2 separate regions of the Mus musculus genome follow, and region 1 is linked to region 2. A link is a contact called in public Hi-C data. All regions are on one chromosome and are shown on one strand. The core of a region is the stretch at or near the end of the contact, and the rest is flanking DNA. Distances in the headings are between cores, read along the strand shown.

Region 1 (2,700 bases), core at 104-2,603, 150 kb after region 2:
TTGTTTGGGTGAGACCTATGGATAGAGTTCTTTGGTTATGCTCATAAATAAAGCTAAGGATTTTAGTATTGATAAATGTAGTGATATGTTTAAATTTAGGGTCAGGTATCATTATAGATATTGCTAGTGTTACAGCTTTGGTTGCAATAGTTTTATGGGTATTTCTAGGGTTGTTTGTATCAGGTTTCTATGGTTTGCTATTTGGTCTTGTTCTGTGTTAATTTTATAGTTAGCACTTATATGAAGAGAAGAATATGTATTGTTTAAGAATGGTGTTAGGTTAGGGTTACTTTCAGGTTAGGGTTATATCTGGCATTTGTGCCAATGTTAAGGCTAAGTAGACTTAAAGATGGAGAAAGGATAGGCCTATAGTTATGGAATAGACTACATTTAAGATTAGGTCTAGGTTTAGCATTGGAATAGGACTAATCTAGGTTCAGGTTAGGGTTAGACCTAAGTTTAGGCTTAGGCTTGGGTTTAGACTATTGGTTATATTAGGTATAGGGTAGGTTTGGGTGTAGGATTAGCATTAGTGTTAGTTTTAGGATTAGCATTAGGGATAGGGATAGTCTAGATTCAGTTATAGCTACGATTAGAATTGGGTTAGACACAGGGTTAGAGTTATGGTTAAGGTTGAGGCTGCATATAAGTGATCTACTTGCTGATCACAGTGATCATTGTGCCTTTCCTCATGCCAGGCCTTTACTCTGACACTGTGAACTGTATCCCTCAGAAACCATAAGCTTGACGAAATGCTTTCTTTGATATAAAAATAGAATTTGTAATTAGACACAAAAATAAAGTGCCAAGCCCCATGTTACCTGTAACACTGTCAACTTGAAGCAGCCATGTAGAGACAGAATGGATAAGTGCACACTCGAGGCCAGAACCACCAGGGACACTGCGGGAAAGTACAGATTTCTGTGCGCAGGTGACAGCACATTTTGAGAAGACAGAATGGCATTTGCATGTGTTTGCATCAATGCACATGTGCACGCAAGCATGCATGTGTACACACACTGCAATAAAAAGTTAAAACATAAAAATACATGCTATCATACCATCTGCAGATAAAAATGATTTACCTCTTCTTTTTCTAACCCTGTGCCCTAACTAAAGCCTTCAGTATAACACTGATATGCTAGGGCCCCATTCCATCTTCTAATTCACAGTAGTGAGAGGGCTTGAAATATCACCTTCCTCCATTCTTAACACAGCGTATAAAGGCAGTTCCCACTCAACAGGTAGGGAAAGGAAGGGAGGTGTTTCTGCGACCTCTTCTGGCAAAAGGTCTTCATATATTTGGCCTTAGGAAGTGAAAATGTGCATACCAGGTATGGGGTGCCACCTTGTGGACATAAGAATTTAGTGCCTCTGAGCAGCATCTTCTGCTGCTTTGTCCACTCTTAAAGCTGATGAGATAAAGGTGGGTCGCCCTCACCACAGCACATTTTCTCTCTCACACAGAAACACAGCTGTCGTAGTGTTCTACTGCTGTGAGGAGCTGCCATGATCGTGGCAACTCTTATAAAGGAAAGCATTTCTTCTGGGGTTTTGTGGGCCTGAGTACCAGAGATTTCTGTGGAAATCTCTGGCCAGGCCTGGTGCGAGGAAGCGAATGCGGTCAGGGAGGGGTAATTGCTTCCCCGCTTCCGGGCCTCCGTCTCCGCCATGCAGTAATTCCATGCTACCCTGCACTGAGTCGGGTCAGGCTGGGCTGATGAGAAGCCGACTAGCCAGTGAGGAGTGCGGCAGGGCCTCAGGCGGCGCTTCAGGAGAGTAGATCTCAAGTGTTACAGCTCTTAGGACAAAAGTCTTGGACGACAGAGTAGTTCTCCCACCCCTAATCCTTCTGTATAGGATTCTTATATACAGTTTTGAGATGGGTAAGGGTCTGACAGCAGGTATTTCTCATTGGTTTGGTCTGAGAGCTTTGGGGAAACCTTATTTGCTTGTGGGAGGGCTTGGTGCTATTCCTGTGATGGCCACGTACCTCTCTCTGCGGGGGTGGGGGTGGGGTGGGGGGAGGCTGAAGCTACAAGACAGGAGTCAAGGACCCAGGAGGCGTGGCCGAACACATGCCATCCCATGCAGATAAAAGTCACCACCCATAGGGTCGCCGGGGTTCCAGACCTTTGCTCAACTTGAGACCAGGCTGTCTGTGCACAGCCCACCGCCCCACAGGGTTTGTTTACAGTTCAGAGGTTCAATCCATTATCATCATGGTGGGAAACATGGCAGCCTGCACATAGACATGGTGCTGGATTTGAAAAGTTCTACATCTAGATCTGCCAGCAACAGGAAGAGAGAGTTACTGGGCTGGCTTAAGCATTTGAAAACCTCAAAACCCACCCCCAGTGACATACTTCCCCCAGCAAGACCCACCTCACAATAGCGCCACCCCCTGGAGACCAAGCATTCACATCTATGTGTCTATGGGAGGCATTCAAACCACCACATTCCACTCCCTGGCCCCTACAGGCTTGTAGCCACATCATAGTGCAAATGTGCGTTCAGTCCAACAAGTCTCCATAGTCTAGGAAGGTCTCAACACTGTCTGCAAGTCCAAAGTCCAAAGCCTCGTCTGAGACTCACGGCAATCTCCTAACTTTAATCCCCTACAAAATCAAAATAGAAAAGCAGACCACATACTTCAAACATACAATGGTACAGAATATAAATTACCATTCTAAAAGGAAG
Region 2 (2,976 bases), core at 64-2,563:
CCCTCCATCTGTGGTACACCACTTTGACATCCTAGCCATGCTAAGATATGTAGGCAGGTGCAGTCACTCTTATTTTCTAATTAGAAACTGGAGTTCCAATAAGTTCACAAGTTCATTTTAACAGTAGACAAAGCTGTCAAGTAGACCCTTGGTTAGGAAATAAAGGTTTCTGATGAGGTCCTTAAAGCCAATCAAAAAAGAATAATGCTTGCTAAAAGTAATTCATACTAAAATGTGAAAAGCCAATATGTTACACTTACAGAGAGACACTTGCATTTAAAAAGGTTAATGGATTTATAATTACATGATGAAGGTGGGATGGGGGTAGGAACTGGATGTAGGTCTTTCTAAACAGAGAGAATCTTTATGATTTTTTTTTTTTAACTAACTGTCTTAGACTGAGGTGAGCCACAATTTGGGTCTGTGAGCCCATCCTGTCTCAGGCAACTTCTCTATTTTGCCCTAAATGCAAGAGCATCTTGCTTATCAGCTCATGCCTTATTAATAAAAAAGTTAAGCACAGTGAATGAAACTTGTACCATTCTCCCATCCGAAGAGGGTGGTAATATGGAACAGAATCCATTGAAAGTTTGCCAAGCAAATGTCTTTCCATTGAAATTGAAATCAAATACGCAGAGAGACTAGGAAAATAAAAATGTGTGTACCTCCAGACTTGCATATGCATGGCATAAAAATGTGTGTACCTCCAGACCTGCATATGCACGGCATAGCCAAACAAAGTAATCTGCCCCTTGGCTTCCAACAGAGCTGCGTGTCTCTGCCGCGTGCTGCCACAGTGCAGATCCATACCTCACGTTTCCTGGAAGCTGGGTTGTTCACTGTCATTCTGAGATTTACAGTGATGCTGGTGACAGCCCCTCACTGCAGTCCCCCTGGCTGTAGATGCCGGTGCTCTGCTAATCTACAACAGAAGGAAGCCTCACACAGAGGACAGCATTTCCTATCCGCTGACATTTCCTCTGCTCAAGGTGGTATTTTAAAATAAGAGTATTATGAAAAATAGACTGAACCCCACCACCACCACTCCCACCCCCAACCCCCCCATCACTGATCCACCCCCTGTATGCATTCCTCCTCCACATGTGGGAAACTATAAAGAAAGGCGTTTGCCAGACTGCCCAGCTCACAGATGCTATCTTCCTGTTTTAATAGGAGCTCTAGCAGCTACTCTGGGCAAATCCTGTTCCAAGTGTCCGCAGGGCGGCCCGGCCCTCACTCTGCACCACAGCCTTGCAAAGCGGCTGCCATCTCTCTCTGGATCACTAACCCACCCTCCCCACTGCTAAGGAATTGTCGGCTTGGGCGGAGTGAAAGGGGTCTTTGTGCACAGGAGGTCGTTATTTCTTCAGCAGACTCTCACATAAAGGCCTTTTTGTTTTGCACTCTAGAAAAGCTGAGCTCTTTCCCAAGTCTTTGGAGAGGGCGGGGATGCCAAACGCAGGAAGGACTCTGTGGGAGAACGTGCAAAACTGGTGATGTGGAGGTCTAGTGGTGGCCCTCATAGGATGGTCCTCGTCAGGGAGTTGAGCCCGTTTTCCAAGGTGAGGGTGATGGTGTCCAGTTGTTGCTAGGAAGTGGAGACAGGGCTCAGAGACCGATTCAGAATAGACATGGTGACTCACAGCTATGATCCCAGCACGTGGGGGGCCAAGGCAGGAGGATAAAGACCTGAAAGCGAACCTGGGCTACACAGTGAGACTGTCTCAACTAACCAAAGATTTACAAGCAAATTATTTTAGCTTGGTACCACAAAAAAACAGTTCTTGGGTTGTTTGTTTCCACCTGTGTGCATGGTTGGGTACACACCTGCCAGTTTGTACGTGTGCACAGAGTGTGGAGGTCAGAGATAGCACAGAGGCAGAGCCTCCCAAAACTGTATTAGACAGTCCAAAACCATTTTGCAGAAGGCAGGAGAGGCTAACCTCAGACACAGAGAGCTATTTTTCTATTTACTTTGAAACAGGATCTTCTGTCATCTAGGCTGGCCTTGGATCCGTATGTAGATGAAGCTGGCTTTGAACTCCTGATCTTCCTGCATGTACCTCTCAAGGCTGGGATTACAGACATGCACTACCACACCCAGTTGATGTGATGCTGGGGACGGAACCCAGGCCTTTATGTATGCTGAGCAAGCACTCCACTAACTGGACTATATACTCTCAGAGTTAGCTTATTCTTTATCAACTTAGCACTTAACATAACTTATCATTATATCCAAGTGTTATATAAAAGGTGAAATTATGATGTTTATCCTGAAGATGCTAAAGAAAACATGGGGAAAATGACAAGTCCTTAGTGATGGGCACATCATGAAGCCACGAGAACTCAATGCTGGCTAGCTTGAAGCCGAATTGGGTTACTGAAACAGTCTCCACGGGAGACAGGCATCACTGGAGGGAATGCTTCGATGCCTAAACCAGAGGGCTGTACTAGGGTCCCAGACTGGCACACTCTTCACCCTTACACCGTCTTCTGTCTGTGTATTTGTGGGTCTGCAGTTTTGCTTCACAGTAGTCTGGTCCTTAGAAGAAGTGGCATGCTTTTGGGGGATGTGATCATAGTCTTGCAGGCACTATTCTAAATACTAAGTTAACTCAGTGGCTCTCTCTAGTATATGGTGAGCATTAATGTGACCCAACCTCATTGTTTAGGAAATGGACTCAGACATAGTGAGAAGACCACCTGGACGCACAGTTTGCAGGTGGCTGAGCTGGGATAAAAACGCTTGCAGACTGGATACAGGATATGAACTTTGATCTCATCCAGCCTCTTAGGCGTTTGAATCCAAATGGATCTTAGAGATAATCTTAATTATTTCACTCTAAAGGAGAAAAAAAATGAGCCTCTAGGAAGTCGGGCAGGCCATCTAGAGGGAGGGCGGCTGGCTCTTGGTAAGGTTTCAGCTGAACAGAGATCCCTCTAATCCCAGTGAAGTGGGAGCCCAAGTCCTCCCCT

Evidence for each region. A called contact is a pair of places that touch in the nucleus more often than the background predicts.
Region 1: a Hi-C map of cortical neurons shows a contact between it and region 2, with 4 times the contacts expected there. The contact joins two enhancer-like sites. A contact is called at or near these places in 3 of 15 datasets of contacts at CTCF or cohesin (embryonic stem cells, large pre-B cells and stem cell-derived epiblast-like cells), 47 of 484 Hi-C or Micro-C datasets (B cells, the BV-2 cell line, CD4 T cells and 19 more), 9 of 115 datasets of contacts at active chromatin or transcription factors (SST interneurons, bone marrow-derived dendritic cells, differentiating embryonic stem cells and 3 more) and 1 of 9 other capture datasets (embryonic stem cells).

Annotation. Positions count from the first base shown.
Region 1 is chr14:20,066,183-20,068,882 of GRCm38.p6, forward strand. No RefSeq gene overlaps it. Among named protein-coding and RNA genes, the nearest start is that of Saysd1, 16 kb to the right of the region's middle. Within about 2 kb of position 1,354, at least 28 of the 459 cell types and tissues checked have an H3K27ac peak or open chromatin away from gene starts, as enhancers often do. A contact at or near this core is called in cortical neurons and neural stem cells, where this site is marked.
Region 2 is chr14:19,919,133-19,922,108 of GRCm38.p6, forward strand. All of the region lies in intron 2 of Gng2 (guanine nucleotide binding protein (G protein), gamma 2), which reads right to left. Among named protein-coding and RNA genes, the nearest start is that of Gng2, 57 kb to the right of the region's middle. Within about 2 kb of position 1,314, at least 65 of the 459 cell types and tissues checked have an H3K27ac peak or open chromatin away from gene starts, as enhancers often do. A contact at or near this core is called in cortical neurons and neural stem cells, where this site is marked.